Linked DNA regions of Columba livia: region 2 is linked to region 1. A link is a contact called in public Hi-C data. All regions are on one chromosome and are shown on one strand. Each heading gives the region's core, a stretch centred on a gene start, on an enhancer-like site or on the middle of the called end of the contact. The rest is flanking DNA. Distances are from core to core; before and after follow the strand shown. Region 1 overlaps SLC45A2 (solute carrier family 45 member 2). Region 2 overlaps RAI14 (retinoic acid induced 14).

The links. Hi-C and Micro-C count contacts between places; a contact is called where the count stands out from the background.
Region 2: a contact with region 1 is called in a Hi-C map of liver, with 5 times the contacts expected there. The contact joins two enhancer-like sites. A contact is called at or near these places in 2 of 2 Hi-C or Micro-C datasets (crop and liver).

Annotation. Positions count from the first base shown.
Region 1 is chrZ:20,233,365-20,239,251 of bColLiv1.pat.W.v2, reverse strand. SLC45A2 (solute carrier family 45 member 2) reads left to right here. Exons shown (of 7, transcript XM_005506011.3): 7 at 239-3,337. The coding sequence ends at 463. Among named protein-coding and RNA genes, the nearest start is that of RXFP3, 12 kb to the right of the region's middle. Within about 2 kb of position 2,586, at least 1 of the 3 cell types and tissues checked has an H3K27ac peak away from gene starts, as active enhancers do.
Region 2 is chrZ:20,440,002-20,445,998 of bColLiv1.pat.W.v2, reverse strand. It overlaps RAI14 (retinoic acid induced 14), which reads right to left. Exons shown (of 19, transcript XM_065047542.1): 5 at 1,631-1,719. Among named protein-coding and RNA genes, the nearest start is that of BRIX1, 41 kb to the left of the region's middle. Within about 2 kb of position 1,773, at least 1 of the 3 cell types and tissues checked has an H3K27ac peak away from gene starts, as active enhancers do.

The DNA of each region.
Region 1 (5,887 bases), core at 1,337-3,836:
TGCACACAGAGCTCCAGGTGAGGCCGCACCAGTGCAGAGCAGAGCGGGACAATCACCTCCCTGCCCGGCTGGCAATGCTGTGCTGGATGCACCCAGGACACGGTTGGCCTCTTGGCTGCCAGGACACACTGTTGACCCATCCTGCGGCATCTGGGAGTCTGGACAGAACATTGCCTGAGAGCTGCAAGTTGCTGGAGCTGTCTCATTTCACTGTGTTTTGTTTTGTGCTTATTTTCAGAGCCTCAAGCTGCAGGCCGGGGTAGAAGCTGGAGATCATGAGCGAGGGAAGGGCATCGACTGCGCCGCTCTCACCTGCATGGTCCAGCTGGCCCAGATCATTCTTGGTGTGGGCCTGGGGTTCTTGGTTAGTATCGCTGGCAGCACAGTCACTGTGATTTCGGCATCTACGGTGTCACTGATTGGCTGCTGCTTTGTTGCTTTTCGTGTTCGATATGTGCAGTAGGACTGTGTGAAGCAATTGGAAGACATCTCCCCAGGGGAGCATTTTCTTTTTGTGTCAGTGGCACTGGCGCTGTTGCCATGCTAGTACTGCTGGCACGTCCTACTCTCTTCCTTCCTCGGAGTGGTTGCAATTCCAGAGCTTTATGAAATGGAGACTTGATAAAACTGGTAACCTAATGCCTGAGTTAGGAAGCTTTTGTATTTTGCCTGCTTTATTACTTCATTCCTGCTGATGTGCTATTACACATAACGGTGTGTACGCCCATGGTATCTTGATGCCCTACATGAGGAGTCATTACAAAACTCTTCATTACCTATTTGTGGAAGTTAGTAGATAAGTATGTGATAAATTGAAGAAGTAATAAAAATGGACAGGCTTAGGAAGACAGTTGTTATTTATCCTGGGTTTTTTCAGGTATCTTAATTTTGGGGATATTGCTTCTGGCAGTCAAAAGCTGCAGGAGTGCCAAACAGGTCTAAGAGGCCATGCAGGGTGTAACTGTGTTATGATTAGTAGTACTGTTTCATGGAATCAGTTTATTCCCAGCTACTGTCAAAAGCAGATTTGGGTGTGAAAGATGACTGAAATGTAAAAAGATTGAAGACTATTGTTTAAAGCATAATAGTTAAGTAATTATTTTATACTCGATCCTGCTGCTTCTGTATAAATGGAAGTATTATACTGACTGAGCTTGTCACAAAAGTCTGCCTAACTCTGCTCTGCAAATCCATGTGTAGGCACCTAAACAATCCATCTATGGGAAACAGCTGCCATTTCTTCCTTCTTAAGAAGCTCACCTCTTGACTTTGATACTGTAATTGAAAAAAAAACTTGGCCAAAAGAAGAATTTTATGAACGCTTGTCATCCACTTAAATCTTGATATCAGATATGACAGTATTTAGCTTATAGTGGCATCTCTGTTTTCTCTGTTTTCCTTCATGCATCTAGCTTTGAGTGGAATGGTATTTGCTCTTTTACAGAATATTGTAAATAAATTCAGCTCTGCAATCAGGAATTATTTCACAGTAAATACTAAAGTGCAGTTGCATGTGAAGCTTCATTCTTATTTTTATAATATTGCCAGAGTTTTGAAAATCCTGTGTCTGTGAAAGTGATAAACTGTATTTATGCTGTGCTCCCTCTGTCTTGAAAACTGTCATATCCATTTGCTGTTATATGCTGAGCCACATGAAGCCATCTGCCAATACAATATTGTTAATGAACAGTGACATAGAGAGACCATTACCAGGTATGGTGTTTTGTTTTGTTTTGTTTTTTAAATGTTGCACATATATTATTAACACTGTTCAGTCAAATGCACTGATGAGCTCTTAGAAGTTCTGCATGATACAAACTGACACCATCACAAATAAACACTTAGATCTGAGCATAAGGTGCCTCTGTTGAGATGCACTAACTTCATCCTTTTTGTATGTTTTCAAGAGTAGAGCGAGTCTTTTATTCTCAGGAAAAACAATTTTCCCTTAGACACACTCTTATTAATTATAACAAGCCCATGACAGCCTCAGCTACCTTTTCTTGTTGGTGACTGTGTCTCCAATGAAGGCCCAAATCAGGGCTCAGTGCCTGGCAAACCTTGAACTTTTTCACAGCTTCTTCATTCTGCTGTATGAAAGAGCCACTTTTTATGGTTTCTTCCATTTTTGTAGCTCTTCATGAATCCATCTCATTTCACACTCATGGAAGAGAAAAGCTGAGCCCTTGAACTGTGATTGAAAACCTCATAGATGCTCATGGCTGGAGCACAAGGGTCTCAACCAGGACAAACAGGAGAAGGCCAGAGAATGAAGAGCAGTTGTCTTCTCAGTTCACTTTATGCCATCATTAACTAATTAACTTCCATTAACTCCATATCTCCTGGGAGGAGGAATCTTTAAGGGAAGAGTGAGGCTTCTGTGGAGCCATAACAATTGAGATAAGAAGAGGTGATCTGGTCTTATAGAACTGCAGGATTTGAAGCACAATGTAAACCCGTGCTCCAGGAGCTGAAGACATAAAGTTCCCATCTCAGTGTGAAGCTGGGAAAGGAACTTCACAAGACCTGCGTTTTTGACAATATTTTCTCTGAGGTCAAATGCCGTCAGAACATTAAAATTTGAATGGGCAGTGCTATCTCTGCTCTGTTACACAAAGAGAAAGCTGGCATTGATTCAGGCCCACAGAGCGACTGTGGATCTGTAGCAAAATAAGAATTGTGACCTGCAGAGAGAACAGAAATGTGACCATCACATATATCAATGTTTTTATTTACGAAATTTTACAGAGAAAAGTGTTTCGAGTTCTCACATTATCATCTTTCTTATGATCTTTCCTTTTATAATTTTCTGCATGCTACAGAACACAGAACATGAAATCTTACTATAAAAACATCCCATATTTGTTTCTAAGACTAAATAGTATCTCTCTTAATGAGTCTTCATCAAAAATAGAATAGCAAGCAGACAAAAAACTACATACAACTTGAAATACAGTGTTTAAACCAGAAAAATTGTGATGGTGATCTCTCTGAAGTAGAAAAAATATTTCTAGTGTTACTGAAAACAATCTAAAATGTTACTGATTCATGAGAAGGGATAAGGTAAGTATTTCAGCAATGCAAATGCTAAAATGTTAAAAATGTTAAAGGCACTGAAAAACTGTACTGTGGTGTTACTAATTTAAGAAGTTATACCTTTCCTGATATTTTACATAGTTCAGGACTTGAATTATCAATACGATTATCTATTGCACTTATTATCGGCTTTTATTGCAGTGATGTGAGTTTCAAAGTTAGAAGTATCCTGACTGTGATCTTTCTCATCTGGTTTTGTTTCCAGACATGAAATCAAATAAATAAAGACCTTTGTATTGTGTTTATGCAAATGATATGTTTAGATAAAGACAAGGGGTCTTGAGGTAACCAACCCCTCCTCCCTCCCACTTCAACAGAATTAGTCATGACTGAATGAAATGAGGTAGGAAACAAGGTTGCCATCTTATCTAAATGACACTTTCCTTTTTCTTTCTCTTATGAATGCCTGCCACATTCCCATTTCACAAGCAGGCCTGTCATGCAAGCAAACCATTCAAGGAAGTTTTGGTTCTCTTGTTTAGAGCACTCGCAGTGTTAGTAACATTTTTCTTCCCTGATGTTCATTCTGGTCTTCACAGTGATCTCATTACATTTGTTTGACTTTCTTGGAAAAAAAGCAACTCAGGTGGTTTGTGGGAGACACTTTTCTTCCAGGTAAACTACGCAAGTCAGGATGAACTTGCAACTTTAGCATTGGTGCCCATGAAATGGTACCAGTCCCTGCAGCATATCAAAAGATAGGGAGAGTGGTGTGAGCAGGAGGTGTGACAATGATGACATTTGATATTTTTGTAGAGGGATTGCTTCATGAAGGATATGGGTGGAAGCATCTGCTGTAAAGTGTCTTTAAATTATTTTTGGCATGATAAAGCTATGAAAAATGACCTATAAGCCCAAACTTTTCCCTCTAAGTTTCCAGCATTCATTTATTATTCCCTAGCTGCCCCTTCTTTTTTTATTTAAGCAGCAAATGGTCAGGGTCACTTGTTCAAGACTAAATTGTGAAAAGTAACCTGTAATTCTGTTGATTTCTATGGTGTATTCAGTTTCATACATTGCTCCTTTAGGTATGCAAAACATGTTAATCAGTTGTATTTCCTAATGTTTCCTCTTGAAAATGAACTTTTTACTTCCCCATGTATTCATATTTTACCCGTGTATTAAAGAATAATGATTTCACATCATGCAGAGACATCAAACCAGAGAGTATGGCCTTGTGTTGCTCCAGGTAAGCACTTGCAGTAGTGGGAAAACAAAATTCAGTGCTCTCACTCTGGATTGCACAGTAGACTGAGATAAGCAGATCCTGCCTGATATTTTCAAGGAGAGAGATCTGTGACCTTTTCTAAAAAATTTGATTTATTTTTGAAAGGGTAATTATCAAAGGCTATGTCTGCTCCAAAGAGGAGAGTGAACGGAGCTGCTGTCTTTCAGTAGATCAAGTATTTTCTTACTTGAAGGCTGGGTGCTTGGTTGCCCCCCGGTGTTTAATGACATTATAGCACTTCTCCAGGGCGTAGGAGCTCCCTGCCTTGCCTCGCATTGCTTTCTAGCATCAATTCTCCTCCTGTTTCATCTCACCCTGAAGTGACGTGCTGCTGCAATTCAGCTCTCTCTTTTCATGTGTCAGCAAAAGAAAGTTGCTTACTAATAGCTGTAACCCAGCTGTGTAATGCCAATGAAGACACCAGTACATGAACACATAGGTAGGAGCCCACCAAGAACACACTTAGCACCAAACTCATGGTAGAATCTGGCCTTTGAAACCTTCAGTGCTAATGCCAAGACTCAGTCCTGGAGTGCAGCCATCCCTCATTTGTTTGGTGGATGAATTTCTGTCGCATTTCTTCCTGACAAGTAAGGTGCAACAGGAGGAAGGGACAGTGGAGGACACAGAGAGCACAACAGACAGCCTCAGGGTCTTTGACCTCTCTGTTTTCAGTGCGCCTCTGCTCATAAGGTGTTGAGGAGCAGAGGGAAAGACAGCAGAAATGCGGGGTCTAAGGAGAGACATGAGTGGAAGAAGAAGGTTCTGGCAGAGATACCTTTTGTTAAAGGCTGGGAGCACTAGCCTGGAGTTGCATGTGTCACCATATAACTGCAAATGTATCTCAAATGATTTGTTGTGCTCTTCAACATTCAGATCTGATTTTGTTTGTTTGTTTGTTTGTTTTTAATAAAATAAATGCCATACATATTGCAATGCAATTTGCAAGTTATCAGATTCCAGGGATTTTGGGGGCTGGATTACCTCTTTCTTTAGTACGTGCTGAAATTTCAACATAACACCCAATCCCAATAAAAAGACCTTTAAGAAATATATGCCACATATAGTTAGATTGCCATAACATTGCAAAATATGGCAATAAAACAGCTGTTAAAACTATGTTTCTCTCTGAGAGATGGCACCTTATTAAAGGGTGTTGTTCCTTTCTGAACAGAAATGTTGGGGTTTTTTGAACATTTTACTTGGAATGACTTCATACCAAGTGTGCTCAAAATTCAAAATTTCAGTCTATGTCTCTGAAAATGTAATCCCAAATCTGAAATTCAAACTAGATTCTTCTTTTTAACTATTTATTATCAGCTGTACATGTTGAGCAGTTATTTAATACAGTGCTATAGGAGACCTGTTACTTTCAGTCCAGGAGCTCATGGATAGCTCTCTACCTGTATATGCATCACTGGATTTGCCTATTAATAAGGGACTGGGGTTCAGCAGAAAATGCTTTTTGATGGGCAAAAGGAAGAGTATGTTTCCTCTAAGCTTCCCTCAACTGTTTCAGCAGTAATAAAAAGCAGTGAAAGCATTTTTGAAATCTCTTTATGA
Region 2 (5,997 bases), core at 524-3,023, 210 kb before region 1:
AAGGGTAGAGAAAATAAAATAAAAACCTACATCAAGCAGAATGTCTTTATGACAGATTGCCGTTCAGGCAGGTAACTGAATAATCTTAATGTCTAGCTTCATATATAGGAATGACACAAACACTGAGTCAGACTACACCTTAGCAGAAGCAAGTCTAAGATTCTGCAGTTATGTTTTGTTTCTTAAAACCCAATTTTCCTATATTACTCAGCCTCCCTTGCAGAGAGATGACTGTCAAGTGTCTTCACAATTTCTGCCATTTGACAATGAAAAAGGAACCCAGCACCAAGAACAAAACTCACCAGCTACCACTACAGCAAATTCGTGTCCTCCATGGAGTGCATGTAGAAGAGGACTCAGAACACAGGACTACTGTGGTTTGTATCTCACATATTCCCTTTTCTGTTAATTTATTTAGGATCTGTAAGCTCACATTTAGCTATGCAATATAGTGATTTACTGATTATGGATTTATGAAGAAAGACTGCAGTCTCTCTTCTAGTTTAATTTACAGAACATCTGAAAAAAATAAAGAGGCCAAGATAGCAAAACAATAAATTATCCATGTAATTAAGAAGGAGCCAAGATTTAGTACTCAGTGCAGACAGAGCCACTTGTGACAGTAGAATCTCACTGTAAATAATGTTAATATTACAGACAAGTCTTTCCTTAATGAATACTGGGTTGACACTCTGAGGTGAGAGCAGGCAACCTCTTATTATCCAAAACACTAATAAATTCTAAATCCTGAAGCAAGACAAGGTACGAATTCTGAATAATAATGTGTATCAAGTACATATATTCCCCTATCATTATGTGTAATGTAAATGCCGCTTCCAGCATCACAGACACTTCCTTATAGAGGCAAATCATTCTCATGTGTGACAGAAATTCCTTCAGGCTGCAATCAGTGGCCAAAACAGAACTCGTGAGCCCAACATTTACAGATCATTATTGGAGAGACAGAATGCTGACAGTTCATTCAGGTCACTCCGCTAGCCAGAGAAAATGCTGGGCACAGATTTCACAGTCATGTCAACTGAAATCCATTAAGAAGGGTTTGTCAGTTTCAAATTCAGGTCCCATCATTCTCCTAGTAGATTAGTAATTAAGGCATGAGACTTTTGAGGGCTGAAACAGCATACTTAATAGCTCCTAGCTTTGTTTTGGCTTGTATCAGCCCTTTTCACTGTGTCACAATCCTGAGCAAATGTCTTGCTGCAACTCCTGTACAGTTAATGGCGTTAACAGCTTGGCTACACATAAAAGCAAAACCAAAGATCTTGACTGAACCTACAAAAAGCTTCAAATAAAGTTAACAAAAAGAGTTGGTGGAGGTTATTTTTTTTTCATTTAATTTTTTTTTTTTTAAAAAAGAGCGACTATTTTGCATCTACAGTCCACTATAAATGCTGTCATTTATAGTATATTAGGGCATAAGTTTTTTATGGCTTTAGAATCTAAATTCTATACACAGAAAAGCAAGTATGCCTGAACCTGCAAGATTTACAACTGATTTTACTGCACAGTGTGTGGGGAAAAGCAGTGTTGTCAAATTCATAGTTGCACTAAGAGCTATATAGGCAAATTAAGTGTATTATGCTACATGAGTAAGTTCACAGAAGCTTACCTGCACCATCTTGGGCTGTCACATCTGCACCATGTGTCACCATGATCCTGAGGCACTCTGCATGCCCCTTTGTGGCTGCCAGGTGAAAACTGGAAGAGAGCATTTACATGTCACTTTTCTTTTATTAAGACCTCCTTTCTCTTTCATTCACAAACCAAGTATTGGCAAGTTCTCCCCTCCACACCCCTCGATCTCCTGGCATCTCTCCACTGCCTCCCAAGAAGACAATAGCTCTGAAAGTGAGAAGGCATATCACAAAGCCTTTGTAGTCATACCTTCACATATGCTGCTGTCTCATTAACCCATGCCATATATATTATGCGCATCTAGTTGCACCCAGTTTTTCAACTAATGTCCCTGGTGAGAATATATCCCCAAAGAATGTCTGGGCTTAGGGAATTAATGAAGAAAACATTCACAATGACTGACTTTGCTCTAGTCATTCTAGTCAATCCTGATTTCCCCGCATTTCTGTGGACAGAATTTAGTTCCTCTAAAAGGTGATTCAGCTCTTAAATTAAACTAAATCAAGTTGTGCTTTGGCACTGTTCTTTACAGAGCCCATCCTTCTATGTAGAGGGGGGAAAAAAAAACTTTCAGTGTTCATGAATGCCACCTGAAGAAACCAAAGCTACTGGATACTTGTGAGACTATGTTAGAGATGTATTTTTTCATCTTTCGGTTTTGCTGTTCACTTAAAGCACCTGCTTGTTTGAACAGTGGGAAATTGCGGAGGTTACCAACCACACCATGACAGGACGCACCTAACAGAATCAATTAACCAAGATATAATTACAGAACAAATCAAAGAAGTTACAATGAATTAAAGCTTTTTCACAGCTGAAGGTTCATGTTTTACAACTTTGGTACCTCAGGATTCACAGAATCAGTTTTATACATGCGCTGCTAACTTAATTTTGCTGGGAAGCAAAAACAAAGGAAAAAAACTTCTGAAAACAGAGAAATTTATACCCTTCTCATGCATATCGTGCCACCATCAAGTCTCAAGATACGGTCACAGTACAGGCAGGCATACTGCTTCCCCATGTGTCCTACTAATATCAGATGGATATACAGATCTGTTTTCCAGCGGGACTAATGTGAAAAAACAACAACAACAAATCACAAATTCAAAACAAAACACTTCCAGTTACTATTAAATTGTGTATGACAAGCTGGGGCCTTCATTAACATGCCCCAAACTGAAAAAGTCAGTATTCCCAGCATATTTTCTAATATCTCTTAAAGGAGACTTCCATTTTTAACATCATGCACTCCTGTGTTAATGGGGATTTTTCCCCTGGAATCTAAAGGGAACACCACGAATCATGAAGACTCACCAACTTCTGTATTAAAGAATTCACATTTTGAACAACAGTTTCCTTTAAAATGTTAAAACTAACACTGAAAGTTCAGCCCGCTAACCGGGAAAACTGGGAATAACATGCAAGAATGAAACAGATAATTCTGGCACATAATATGTGAACTGCAATGCTGTGTTTCTCTAAGCTGTAGCCTTCTTTGCAGCCTCCTTGAAACAGCAGAGAAAAAGACCTACAGACATAATCTGGCAAAGGGTGGAGAATTAATCAAACCAGGAGATCTGCTGGAACAGAGCCCTTTGTGAAGCGCAGCAACTACCCCACTTCCCACGAGGAGTCCTTCCACACTTTGCTGATTGCAAACGGCAGATGGGCAGTACTTAACTTTTGAACCATGCTCTGCAAATATAAAAATATCCTGTGTGCTCATCCTCATGCTTACTACTGCCATAAACAAACTGAAGAGTTAACACTTCCAAGAGCATAAAAAGCACTGCTGCTGGCTGTTCTCTAGTCATTCAAAAATCAAACTTTCATGTACTTGGTGGCCAATGCAAAGTTGTGTAAACATTCTTCTTTAGAAGAAGAGGTTTCTCAGGCTCTGGGAAAATGTCTGGGAAAGGGATGCAAAAGGACTCTGACAAATTCCAACACCTCTAATTCAGCCAGCAACATACCAATGAACACCAAAACACATTCAGATACATTTGTGTAGATACACAATACAGTTGAAGTCACTTAAGTATTAGGAAGGCTGTGAAGCACGCACTTGGCTCACTTACATTTGACAATATTAAGAATAATAAATATCCAATTAATAATAACTTGGCTAAATCTGAGACACTGAGGTTTTATGGACAGACTGTGTAGGATGGTGCCAAATGCAACATGAATACGTAAGTGCAAAACAAGTTTTATTTAGGTAAAAATCAGACTGCAAAGAAAGCATCAATGAGAGAAGAAAAACTTAACCCCTTTCAGGCTACACACCTATGAACAGAGCAGTGCCAGCAATGCAAACAATTCCCATGGCAGTTCTCAACAAGGCACCTCACACGCAGATGCTTTGTTTTGTGCAGCCTAAAATGCTTTCAGGTAAGAAAAGCCCGATTAAAAATATTGCTTCTCTCCAACTGATGGGATGAAAGAAACATCATCTGTAAGTTGTACTGGTGGTACGAAAGATGAGAAAACATCTAAAAAGGATGTAAAGATCTAATGAAAACGAAAGTATAGAAGCTATTTGGAGAGTCCAGTGAAAAGAGAGGATGAAAAGGTTTAACTCTCAGTCATTTATACAGTGACCTAAGGCAGACAGCATTGGGCTGCTACAGCTGCCTTGTAGATGCTTGATGTGTCCCCTGCCTACACCCTTGTACTGCTACCATGTCTCACAGAACACTGCAGTGAGATGTTTCTTTTTCTTAAAAATCAGAAGGCAATTGGGAGGTGAATGGGGGACATGGCTAATTAGCTGCTGGTTTAATAAAATGAAATGGCTCACCAGGAAATCAGCCCTGCTCAAGAGAAGAATGGCTCCGGACTGAGATAAACCGATTACAGTTATATTTAAATCAGAGTATTACAGAGTGCTGGGCAAAAACCTCCCCTTGAGGAGTAATTCTAACTGATTTTAAAGTTAACAGCCCCCACTTAAAGAAAAAAAAAAAAAGCTTTTGTAATAGATACTGATGGCTCCTGTGTAGCAAAAAGGTTTTGTGAAACAAATAACGTAGACATTAATTTCAATACAGAATAATTCTTTACAAGCTACATAAATTTTCCTAATATTTGAGGCATAAGCTGCAAGTTTCCAAACACTGGAGTTCTCACCATCTGGAAGCCTTAAGCAGTGGTGCATTTTACTTGCATCTTTCACAAATAAACTACCCTTGATATGAAAGCAAACAACTTTTCCTCCCACTTCCTGGTTGTGCAATGACTTAGGCAAACAAAAACAAACTTGTAGGCTTGATTTGGAGCAAGGGCCACACTGAGGGTTAGATTCTCAGTCAGCCTAAAATCCCATTACAACATAGTTCATTCTCCCTGCACAATAGATAAACCTGATATTACCACTTACAGCCACATCTTGATACCCCAGCCTGAACTGGTTTGAGATAGATCTCTTTTATGGCAGTAAAACATTTCTATTCTTCCTGAGGGGTGGGATGGTATTTTATTATTGTCTTCAGACCTTTCAGCACAGCAGAGGAGCAGCTACCCTTCCCAGGGGTTTTCTCATCGGATCCAGACATAAAGCAAGTCAGCATTTGAGGCCCATCTCTGCAGCAGCTGATAAAGACCAGTTGGTTCAAACAGCTTTTTCCTACTGGGAACATGAAGGTTTCATAACCACTCAGTCCACTGCCCCTCATCCTGTCATTGTGCAACACTGAAAGGAGTCTGGTCCTGTCCCCTTAACACCCAACCTTGAGATATTTATAAACATTGATGAGGTGGCCTCTCAGCCTTCTCTTCTCCAGGCTGAACAGGCCCAGCTCTCTCATTCTCTCCTCATAAGAAAGGTGCTCAAAGTCCTCCCAGGTAAATATTTTCCTGACCAGAAATCTTACTTAACATTTTCAAACACGCTGATAGATGCTTTTTTATGCATACTTGGTGACTGAACAGAGTGGACAGCTGTGTATGTCACTCCTGTAAATAGCAGATTTATTACAGATAAGAGATGTCAACTGGTGAAGCACAACTGTACTAAACAAGCCCATCCGTCATTCAGAGCAAAGGACCTTTTCCACATTTCGGTTTTAAAGTCCAGCTAGCAAGGAATGGAGAATTCTGCAATCAGTATCTGACAGACAGAGCACAACAGTTCACATAAAGCTGGTCTCTGCTAAAAGGCTGAGAATGAGTGTTTCCAGAAATTATTTAAATGCCAGACAGTCTAATTCAAACAGAAAAGGCCTGTAATTTTTACTTAGCTCACATACAACATTTCTTTACAAATAATTTCATCACTGGTAGAAGAACAGACTTAATCCACATTTAAAGGTTAGACTTGTGAAAATGGAGCTAAGTGAGCTT